Linked DNA regions of Mus musculus: region 2 is linked to region 1. Evidence: chromatin contacts called from public Hi-C data. All regions are on one chromosome and are shown on one strand. Each heading gives the region's core, a stretch centred on a gene start, on an enhancer-like site or on the middle of the called end of the contact. The rest is flanking DNA. Distances are from core to core; before and after follow the strand shown. Region 1 has its middle 87 kb from the start of Gm52717. Region 2 has its middle 23 kb from the start of Gm52717.

The links. Hi-C and Micro-C count contacts between places; a contact is called where the count stands out from the background.
Region 2: a contact with region 1 is called in a Hi-C map of cortical neurons, with 2.1 times the contacts expected there. The contact joins two enhancer-like sites. A contact is called at or near these places in 1 of 15 datasets of contacts at CTCF or cohesin (CD8 T cells), 29 of 484 Hi-C or Micro-C datasets (the AML12 cell line, B cells, CD4 T cells and 18 more) and 7 of 115 datasets of contacts at active chromatin or transcription factors (CD8 T cells, Th17 cells, bone marrow-derived dendritic cells and 4 more).

The regions. Positions count from the first base shown.
Region 1 is chr4:32,071,562-32,077,121 of GRCm38.p6, reverse strand. No RefSeq gene overlaps it. Among named protein-coding and RNA genes, the nearest start is that of Gm52717, 87 kb to the left of the region's middle. Within about 2 kb of position 2,376, at least 107 of the 459 cell types and tissues checked have an H3K27ac peak or open chromatin away from gene starts, as enhancers often do. A contact at or near this core is called in cortical neurons, where this site is marked.
Region 2 is chr4:32,135,450-32,141,009 of GRCm38.p6, reverse strand. No RefSeq gene overlaps it. Among named protein-coding and RNA genes, the nearest start is that of Gm52717, 23 kb to the left of the region's middle. Within about 2 kb of position 2,104, at least 11 of the 459 cell types and tissues checked have an H3K27ac peak or open chromatin away from gene starts, as enhancers often do. A contact at or near this core is called in cortical neurons, where this site is marked.

The sequences.
Region 1 (5,560 bases), core at 1,127-3,626:
TTTTTCCAAGATGATGGAGTGTGTACCATGTGACCTTGCTGCAGCTTTTTGGTCCACCATGGGCAGGTACGTGGGCCTACCATAAGCGTGTTGAAGTCAGGTCCTTGGGATATGTGTCGAGAAAGACCCTCTGGCAGCTCCTTAGGTGAAACACCTGTATCTGTGAGTCTTCCCACCTGCCACCCCTGACCCCCACCTCCAGCTCCAGAAAACCCACAGGCGCATGTTTCTACTGTGTTTACAAAGCCAAGATCCTCTATCTTTACAGACCAGCCTCTCGTGGCCTTGGGATTCTCCAAGATGCTTTTGAGGTCCCTGCTGTGTGGTCCTTACACTCAGAGGCGAGCGTGGGCGAGGCCGTCTCTGAAGGATCTATTGCAAACCATGAAAGAGAAATGCAGGTAATTATAGCACAATCTGCAGGCTAGTCGGCGGCGCTGGGTTTCTCTTGAGACTCAAAGGCAAATCAGGAAACATTTCCCTGGTTTTCCCTCCTGCAGACACTTGGGGTTGCTTGTGATTACTCATTAGTTGCTTGCAAGAGAAAGCTGATGATCAAACGTGACCAAGGGACTCAGCCTTCCCTGTCTGCTGAGAAGTACCCTATAGCGTCTGGTTCCTTTATATTGGCACAGACAGACTGGGACGGACTTTCTGAGAGCCTATTTGTTTATTCACCAGGCTTAGATGTCTTTGACAGTCCCCATCAAAGGACTCCAGAGAGCCCCAAAGGCATACAGATTCTTCTCCTAGCCATGACCAGTGACTATGACCTTGCCTTTGCTCCCTCCCTCTCTGCCTGATACCGTCAGCATGATCCCTACCCATCATGGCTTCTGTTTCCACCAGCCGCAGAACTGGCCCAGTGGGTAGGAGGCAAATTCCTTCTCAGGTTGTCAGGTTCCATGACCTGAGCCATTCTGCTGGCCTAATCTCATTTCTATTTCTGTTTCTTTCAAAGAAAAATAGTTCCATTGCTGTCTTCTCTCATGTGCACTAGCAGCAGGAATTAGCAGCATGCCTTCCTACAAACCTGGCCTGATGTGTGTGTGTGTGTGTGTGTGTGTGTGTGTGTGTGTGTGTGTGTGTGTGTGTGTGTGTGTGTAGGGGTCCTAGTGGCCAAAGCACTCCTGGAGGCAGAGATCTTCTCAGCCTCTTCCATGGGACTGGCCTGGGTCTTCCCAGTCCACCTGGCAGGGCTGGGCTCGGAGCAGTTGCGCTAATTTTCTCTATCCCGATCCTGTCCTAGTAGCAAGTGACTGGCTCCAGGGGAGAAGAGCCGAATCCATCAGACTTCTCTTTATGTGGGTCTAGAAGTGGGGTTCTGAGCTGAGTTGATGCCTGGGTGTATTCCCAGATTTCTTTCCACTAGGTCAACACTTGCCTCTGTTTACCCTATCCGCGGGTTACCAATCTCCCCTGCTCCTGCTCCACTTTTCTCACTCCAAAACCCTGGTGCTTACTGGTGATGTTTATAGGGCCTCTCTTCTCCTCACGCCAGCTCTTGGAAAAGTTCCATTGTGAAATACTACAGGGAACTATGCCTCCGATCTAAAGAGAACGTTGCGCCCCGCATCCGTGGGCAAGCAGCTGCAGGTGGGAAATATTTGGAAAACTAAAGAGATGTGAATTCCTGGAACACAGGGCAAGCTTTTTCAGGTCAGTGTTCCCTAAACAATATGGGACGTTGTTTAAGGCATTGCCTGTGACCTGGAGTTGACTAAATTAGACAGGTGGTTTGCACAGGTTCCCTGTAAACATAAGAAAACGATGCGCGCATCCACACATCTTGATATTTAGGAGAAGGGCCTCCCAGAATCAATTCTCCCCAAGTACCGGAGGATGACTGTTCTGTCAAGGGCAGAGTGCTCCTGTGAACAACGAGACGAGAAAATGGTAAATCTATGCTTCACATGCACAGATAATGCTTCAGTCCCTCCGTGTGCAGAAGAATCGCCAGCTTTGCATTGTGCCAGCCCCCTCCCCTCTTCTCCTGATTTCCCCTGTGACCCATAATGTCCGCGGGGAAAGGAGATGAACAGTGAGCGTGGCTGGTGGCTGCGCACCCTCCCTTGGTGAAGCCCGCCTCAAAGGCATCTCTCCTTGGTGGTGTCCCCATAGTCGCCTTTGCCTAAAAATGCTATGTTCGGCTTGAATATTGTTTTAAAAATAATTTGCTCTTGAAAGACACTGGCCTTTTTAGAAAGCAGCTTCTGGCACGGCGGCGCTGATGGCCCAAGCTGTTTTGTGATCTAAGCTCTTTGAGAGCACTGCTGCATCTGTAGCTGGGAAAGCCAGCAGTAAAAGGACGGTTGCTAAGGGAACAATTGAATTGCTGACACAGAGACATAAGATGTGACTGAAAACTCTTTTCTTCTCCTGCCACGTGGAAAAGAAAGCAGATGAGTCAGAGGGAAGAATGGACCGTCCTTTCTGACTGCTAAGAGAGAGCTAAGGAAAAAATAATCCCAGCCCCAAGAGGAATAGTCCCGTGGTGATTAAATCAGGGACTGGAGCTCAGGGTTAAGAGCACTTACTGCTTTGGCGGAGCAGGAGACTCCATTCCCAGAACCCCCACGGTGACTCACAACCACCCATAGCTCCAGTTCCAGGGGTCACAATGCCCTTTTCTGACCTCCATGGACCCTGGACATGCATATGGAACAAATACATACACACAGGCAAAACATTCATAGACATGAAATAAAAATAAATACGTCTTTTTTTTTTTTTAACTGAGAGAATCTGAAGCAGCTGAGAGGCTGAGGTTAAGTTGAGTGTGACAGCCAACTGTGAGATGGCTGACCACAGGTCTCTTAGTAGCGTCAAACACAGAGGGCATTCCACGATAACAAGTCTTCCTTGAGCACCACCCTCGACACTTTGAAATATTTCTCAATTTATTGAATCACTCATTTAAATACCATTGCCATTTTTGAGAGAGTCTATTGGTTTTTAAGCACCCTTTTTAAAGGTATAATTTATATACCTTAATATTCACTACAACTATATATTTTAGTCTGTTTGGGACTGACTTTATGGAGCCCCTTCATAATATATATTTATAGAATAAATACACCTCATCAGAAAATCCCCTTTGTCCATTCAGTCATTTCTTCCAGCCCTAGGCAAAGACTAATCTGCTTTGGAACTTGCTCATTAACTTTTCATAGATAGACCCTCAACTGAAAGACACCACAGAACCTGTGGTCTTTTGTGTCTGCCTTACTTTCCCTTGTATCGTGTTGGAGATCCATCCATATTGTATCATGCCTCAGCTCATTTCTTTAAAACTGAATAATATTCCGTTGTACCAACATATAGCACTACACATTCATCAGAAGAGGGCTTTTTTTTTTTCTGGTTTAAAAGAATTATGAGAAATGCTCCCATGATCATCATTACAAAAATCTCTGTATACTGAAGTTTTTCTCTCCTTTGGGGTACGCACCTAGAGTTATAGTTTCTGAAACGTGGGTATGTATGTTTCCCTTTTCAGCAGGCCAACAGAGGACTCAGCAGGTAAGGCACTTGCCGCCCAGCCTGATAGCCTGAGTTCGGTGTCCAGACCTCACGTGGTGGAAATGGTCTAATCATGTCGGATGGTCCCTGGTCTCATACTTATGCTAAGCACGTGTTTATAAACACACACACACACACATAGTAAATAAATGTAATAAAAACATTTTTAAAAATATTTATTTTAAGTATATGAGTGCACTGTAGCTGTCTTCAGGCACACCAGAAGAGGGCATCAGCTCCCATTATAGATGGTTGTGAGCCACCATGTGGTTGCTGGGAATTGAACTCAGGACCTCCAGAAGAGCACTCAGTGCTCTTAACTGCTGAGACATCTTTCCAGCCCAAAGTTTAACATTTTTAAAAGTTTTACTTACAAGCAGTAAGAGGCCTCTAGTTTCTCCCCATCCTCCATGAAGATCTGATTTTTTTTTGCAACTCCTCTTTTCATGTATTTATATTTTTAAATATTTTTTGACAAATCCATACACAAATACAATAGTGTCTTATTCATATCTGCTCTCCTATTTCCCCCTGAGACTTGCCTTGGACTCCCCAATATTATACCTCCTGTCTTCATGTTCTCTTTTCTCTGGTCCCCAGTACCCATCCATTGCCTGTAGCATCTTAGTTAGGGCTGGCGTCCCACAAGCCCCTCCTTACCCATGCTGGTATTATTGATTGACTTGATCATCTGCAACTAACCACAGCTTCTCTGAAGGCAGGAGGGCTCTACCATGTCCAGAAGACAGCTCTTCACAGTGCTTCTCCTCATCTGCTAGGATTGTATTCTTGTCACCTTCTCTTCTACTGCATCCCCTGCACCTTGCTGGAACCAATACAAGGCTGAACACTCAACACTTATTCTCAGCACATTGACTGCTACCCACAGTGGAAAGAAATGTCCCTGACTAAGGTTGAGAGTAGCATTAATCCTAAGTATTTAGAAGGCAGCTTAACAACATGTCCTGATAGGAAAACATCAGTATAAGATTCCCCTAGAAAGGCAGTCCTCCCCAGCCTTGAGTATTGACCAGGTTTACAGTACCAGTTCCCTCCTGTGGAGCAGGTCTCAAATCCAGTCATAAAGTGGTTGTTTACCACCATAACATTTATGTCACTATCGGATGCATGGACCTATCTTACACAGCAGATCAATATGGTAATGCTCATTGGCACTGAGTAAGTCCATCAATGACTTTTCCTCCCCAGCAGCCTCAATACACCTTTTGACATTATAAAAGCCACCAGGGAGACATTTTTCAGATCTGTTCCACCTTAATCTCTCTCTGTTCTCAACCAAAGTGTATGGGGTCTTCAACAATCTTATTTTGGTGGACCACTAAGAACAAACCAACATGTGATGTTTTGTGGACCTTTGGGCTTCTCTGACTAGTAATTCATACAGAGGTATCACACACCAGTCACTAAGAATTTCATTTAATGATCGATGTCTTCTGGGGAGAGCATTGTCTACCAGAGGCAGGGTACTTCCATGCAAATGCCTTGTTTCCCATAGGTGTTTTTATACAGTTTTTCACCCTATTCTCTCCTTTGATAACCTGCTTTCATCCCTGCAGAAACCTTTAACTCCCAGAATTCCTCCCTTACTTTTGTACCACATATGTTCTATTATCCCTTCTCTCACTAAGGCCTCTCTCCTCCCTGTTATCATTTGCCTTTTGTAACTTCTTGACCCCTATAGACACCCCAAAATTAAACATACAAATCTAAAAGTCTGAGACTAAGATCCACATATGAGAGAGAACATTTAGTGTTTGTCTTTCTGGTCCTGGGCTACCTCAGAAGTGTATTTTCTAACACCATCCATTTTCCTGTAAATTTCCTGGTTTCATTTTTCTTTACAACTGAATAAAATTCTATTATGTATATGTATCACATGTCCATCATCTATCCATTAGTTGGTGGATATCTAGGCTGATATCACTTCCTAGATATTATGAATAGAGTAGCAAGGACTATGATGTGCAAGTATCTCTATAGTTAGACATGGAATCCTTTGGGTATATGTCCAGAAGTG
Region 2 (5,560 bases), core at 855-3,354, 64 kb before region 1:
CTCCAAAGAAAATCAGCGCTGTTGCCTGGAGACAAGGAGAGCCTGGCCAGCAAAAAAAAAGAAAGAAAGAAAGAAAGAAAAAAGAAAGAAAACACTTTTGTACAGATGCCAGAGAGACAAGAATTCTAAGGAAATTCTCTAAAGAGATCGAGACAAATGGGATCAAAACTGCCTGCTAAATTTGACATCCTTGATGTTACTGGTGACATCAGGCCTATCAGCTGGGATGCAGTAGGAGTCGTAATGCAGGTTAGAAATGACCATGAACCCAGGAATGAGTTAGCACTGGAACAGTCAGGCTATCCTCACTTGTAAAAGGAAGCAGTCGGGTGTAGTTCTGAGAGAGAGGGATAAGCCGAGACCCAAGTAGCAAAGGGAGGGGGGATACCTAGATATGACAGCACCAGTCAGCGTGTGGTTGGACACTGGAGTGCGTTCAGGGACAATGGAGTAGGTCCTACTGGGTCTATAGGCCAAGAGAAGAGATTTTTATCAAACAGACAAGCTATTAATCTATAGCCTGCATATGAGAGCTAGATACTACAGCAGGGAGGACAATCTAGCGCTGTGGAGAAGGGCTCCACTGTCCTCCTGACTTTCAGCTTGTCAGCTCAGCAGAAAGCATTCCTTCTCCTCTCAGCCCTTTTCTCTACCTCTCCGAGTAGCCTGTCCTGCAGAGCTGGTGTGGGCTCTGATGTCTGTCCCATCTGCTCAGTGACTGCAATAGAAACTTGCTGTTGTCACCTCAGCTGACCAACTTCCCCTCCTCTTCTCACCTCAGGAAGCTGCCTTAGGAGTGGGAGGGAGCAGGGGTTCTGATAGAAGGTGGCCTAGGGGTCTTGGTACTCTATCTTCTTCAGCTCCCTAACCAGTATTCTTGTAGAGAGCCCTAATCTTTGACCCCTGGGAAGAAGGCAGTGCTTCTCCTACCTGTACAGTCCTTGGTAGCTATGAGGTGACATTTATTCATTTAGACACAGTTCCTGCCCCCCACCCCCCAGGCTCTATAGAGAAGGTCTGTGGTATGGATTCCTATGGACTAAGTCCTTTAGCTCAGACCGAAAGCCAGCACAAATTAGAGACCAAAGTTTGTATTTCAAAAACCTTTCCTTGGCAGTCTTTAACGTAGCATGAAGTTTTTAAGAAACTCATTAAGGGTGTTTAGCTGGCCATGACGAGAATGGAAGCGTCATCAGCGTCAAATGCACTGGGCAGTGGTTTCCTGATAGACTTGAGAGGGCAGAGGTGGGCAAAGGGAAGTCTTGGAGACTGACAGCTCAAATCCTTAGCTATAACGTTTGCTGTAGCTGTACAAGGGTGGAGATGGGTTTAGAAAGACTCCTCAGGGAGGAAATCATGTAAAGAGAGAAAGGAGAAAAAGAGAGAGAGAGGAAGAGGGAGAGGGTACTAGTTTGCTTTCATCACTGCGATAAACACCATGGCCAAAAGCAACACAGAAGAAAAGGAGTTTATTTAGTTTATACTTCTAGGCGACAGTCTGTCACTGGGGGGAGTCAGGTCACGCACTCAAGCAGGAACTGAAGCAAAAACTATGTAAGATTTCTGACTACGGCTTTGCTCCCTTCAGCTCCTGTTCAGCTCATTTGCTTACACAACCCAGGACCACCTGCCTAGGGATGGCACCGCCCACAGTGGGCTATGCTTTCCCATATCAGTCACAATCAAGACAGTGCTTCATAGTTTTGGCTACAGCCAATCTGATCTGGGCAACCCTTCAACAGAGGCTCCCTCTTCTGGGTGACTCTTGGTTGTGTCAAGTTGATAATATTAACCAGGAGAAAAGGAACCAGAGACAGAGACATATTCTACAGAAAAGATTTCTTTGGCAATGGGTAACCCAGGATGGTGAGGAAAGCCTAACACATTGTTACCCCAAACACTGAGACCCACTGTTGGCAGCAGGAGCTGATGGGGAACAGAGCTGAACTCACAGCTAGAACTCAAGACAGATAAATAGGTGTGAAAATGCTCTGGCCCCACCCAGAACCCTTACTGCTTGGCGGCCCAGATGACAGTGGGAAGAGACCCTGACCAAGGCCTGCTGGGAGGAACCTTCATCCTGAAGGGCTTGCAAGCAGCCACAGAAGATTCCTGTGTCTGATTTGCTAGAACACCCCAGACTGACGTCACTGCTAAACAGGCTCTTCAGGGAGCCACTTTCCTGGTGCCCCTCATTCTGTGAAGCTCTTGAGGGGCCATCTTTTCTAGTTCAGTCTTCCTTATGGAACCTGGAAGGAACTTAAGCCATCAGTGATAGGTTCACCTAGATGTAACCACTTCATTTTGTAATGTGTGACAGAATACGCCTTGCATTATGGTGCTAGCCCCAGAAAGATAATGTCCTGACCCAGGAAACAGGGGTCCTCTCTTAGAGCCGTGCTTCTTAGAAAAACAGAGATCTCCTTTGAATGCCAGCCCACCAACTTCTTGCTGGACCAGAGTTTGAGACTCTGGGGCAGGGGGGCTACTTGTCAGTGCCCTGAGCCTTTGAGATGGAGGAGAGCAAGCTAGTAGTATTCTTGCCTTGGCTCATGGGAGAGGAACAGGGAGAGGGACCAGGGAGGGACTGCGGAGGGACTGGGGAGGGTTCCCTTGACAGGTTTCTGAATCACTACCAGCAAAGAACAAACAAGCCTGGTAATTAGAAGGGAGCCATGATGATAGTGAAGTTACCTTTCTCCATTCATTCTGCAGCATTTTCTGACTGCTTATTTTTGGCACAGGGCTATTTTAGGGCGGGGGAGCATGTAAGGAAAAGGAAAGCGGATTGGTCCAGAGCCAGCTTGAGGGGGAGTGGGTTGGGGGGACGGGCAGTATTAGTGTTTGGTCTGGGGAAGATGAAACGCAGCTCAGCGCTGTGGGCGGTTCTTTGATCTTCCTGTAACTGCTAGAGCATCAATTAGTATCCTTAATGTTGAGGGAGTCTCTGAGAAACCCTTGAGCCTGGTGATGTAGGTTAGTAGATCCGGAAGTGTGGGCGCGCGCAAGAGAGAGACAGAGAGACAGAGAGAGACAGAGAGAGAGACAGAGAGAGAGAGAGAGACAGAGAGAGAGACAGAGAGAGGGACAGAGAGAGAGACAGAGAGAGACAGAGACAGAGACACATAGAGACACACAGAGACAGAAAGACAGAGACAGAGAGATAGTGTGTGAGAGAGAGTTGAGAGAGAGTGTGTGAGAGTTGAGAGAGAGTGTGAGAAAGGCAGAGAGACAGAGACAGAACTAGAGACAAAAATGAGTTTACCTTCAATTTTCAGATTTGAGAGTGATGGTATAGGATGATTTAAAAATAAAAGTGCAGTTTGTGGTTGAGTAGTTTATCTATAATTATCTGAGTATGTAAAATAAAATTACACACTCCTAAATTTATAGAAAAATAGGATCTCCTAAAATGTTTCATACTGACATAAAGAACATTCCTAAGAGTCCTTTTCAGACAGTCTTCTTTCCTAGGAGAGAGGGGGGGGGGGAGGAGACCCATGTTGGCCTGGAGTTGTGGTAACTTCTGCTTCTGACTGCTGAGTTGGGTTACAGGCACACCACCATGCTGGGCCCTTCCTGCCATGCTGTCAGAGTAATTATCTCTGTGGCCAGTGATAAGGGCTGAGCTTGGAAAGCTAACTACCCTTGAATTTCAACTGGGCCATTTCCAATACTTAACTAAATTATTTGGCACCTCTGTGTCCAAGATTTCACAGCTCTGGGATAGAGACAATCTGTAATGCAGAGACAAACTACTTCATGGCTGTTTCTGCTTTCACAAGAAGTAAATAAAATAACTCATGTAAGGACTGATCCCATGTAGAATAGTTGACACACAGTAGGTTGTATATCATAGATTGAATCATGAAAAGACTTAGGTTGGATTTGGGAGGTGTTTGCAGGAGGAGTTGGGGTGAATATGACCAAGATACATTGTATGGGATTCTCAAAGAATTAATAAAAATAAAAAAAAAATAAAACTAAAAGACGACATAAAATTGACATTAGTGGGAACCTCTTTTCTTTTTAAGAGCAACAGTGAGAAATATGGAAAGACATAGGATTTTGTTTTTATAAAAAACAAACAAACGTATTTTGCCTTAATTTCTGGTGATGCAAGAAAAAACATGTTATAGTTAGGAGTTTCAAGCTCTTATTAAACTAGAGCGAATAAACTAATATATACATTGATTCTTTAATGTAGATAAACTCAAGAGAGGTGGCTCCTTCTTGACTCTAGCTGCATATGTATCAAAAGATGGCCTAGTCGGCCATCACTGGAAAGAGAGGCCCATTGGACACGCAAACTTTATATGCCCCAGTACAGGGGAACGCCAGGGCCAAAAAGGGGGAGTGGGTGGGTAGGGGAGTGGGTGGGAGGGTATGGGGGACTTTTGGGATAGCATTGGAAATGTAAATGAGGAAAATACCTAATAAAAAGTATATATATATATATAAAGAGAGAGGTGGCTCCTGAAGAGACAGAGCTGCGGGATAGACGGAAGGGAGAAGTGTCCCTGGGGATGCGGTCCCCCACCTCCCCCACTCAGCTCCACCTCAGCCCGGACCTGTCTTCCTCCACTAACCCTATCCCTAACCCTAACTTCCTCCCCCAACCCTATCCCTGTCCGGGTGCTCGCCGCCGGCCTGTGGCCGATTTCACAGCTGCTGCCCTCCACCCACGCTGAGCTGAGTCCTCACTGTGTCTCCCTGGGTTCCACACTTCTGCCTTGCCCCAGGACTGCACAGGCTCCTGGTCCAGGCTTGTGTTCCTGCTTTTTAGTTTTGGTGAACTGGATGAACAGTTGATTTCAGGGTTTTGGGGGTTGGGGGTGGGGAGGAGGGTGCTAAAACATTTCTACAACTATAAAAGCACTCCCTGCCCAGAGTTAGCACGCCGCAATGTTTACTATACCTGGTTTGGTCATTTTTTTGGCTTTTGACAGAATCTTCCTATGTAGTCCAGGCTGGCCAAAAATTCCTGCCAATTCTCCTGTCTTTTCCTCCTGGATCTGAAATTGCAGACGCCATGTTTACTCTTTTAAAGATGTGGAAGAAGAGGAAGACACGTGTGGTGACTGTCTTTCCCCTGTCCCCAGGGCTAGTTTTCTGTGAAATGTTTCTGTCAATTTCATGCTTTTGTGAAGGAGAATTCCTGGAAAGAAGCTCTTTGTGCTGAGACCAGTTGATTACAGATGTAGTACTATGGAGAGGTTGGGATGTTGCAAGTCCAGAGGCCGTTTACCTTACCTTGAGCTAGCTCTAGTCCTACAACACAGCCAATCCATGCCCTCCTCTTTGTCTATAGTAACACCTTATGAATAGGAGGTGCAATCTTTTGGAATCTATTAACACAGCAGACAACTAGATGCCACCAACTCAAAAGATAAGGATGTGTTTTAAACTTGCCTTGATTTATGACGTTTCTGCTCTGTAAAATTATATATATATATAAAACCTTCATTGAACATGATGCTTCCATGTTGGAACAGGGGATTCGGGGTAACTTAAATCTGTGTTCCTGAGCCATGGGCACTCAGAATGGCTCCAGAAGAAG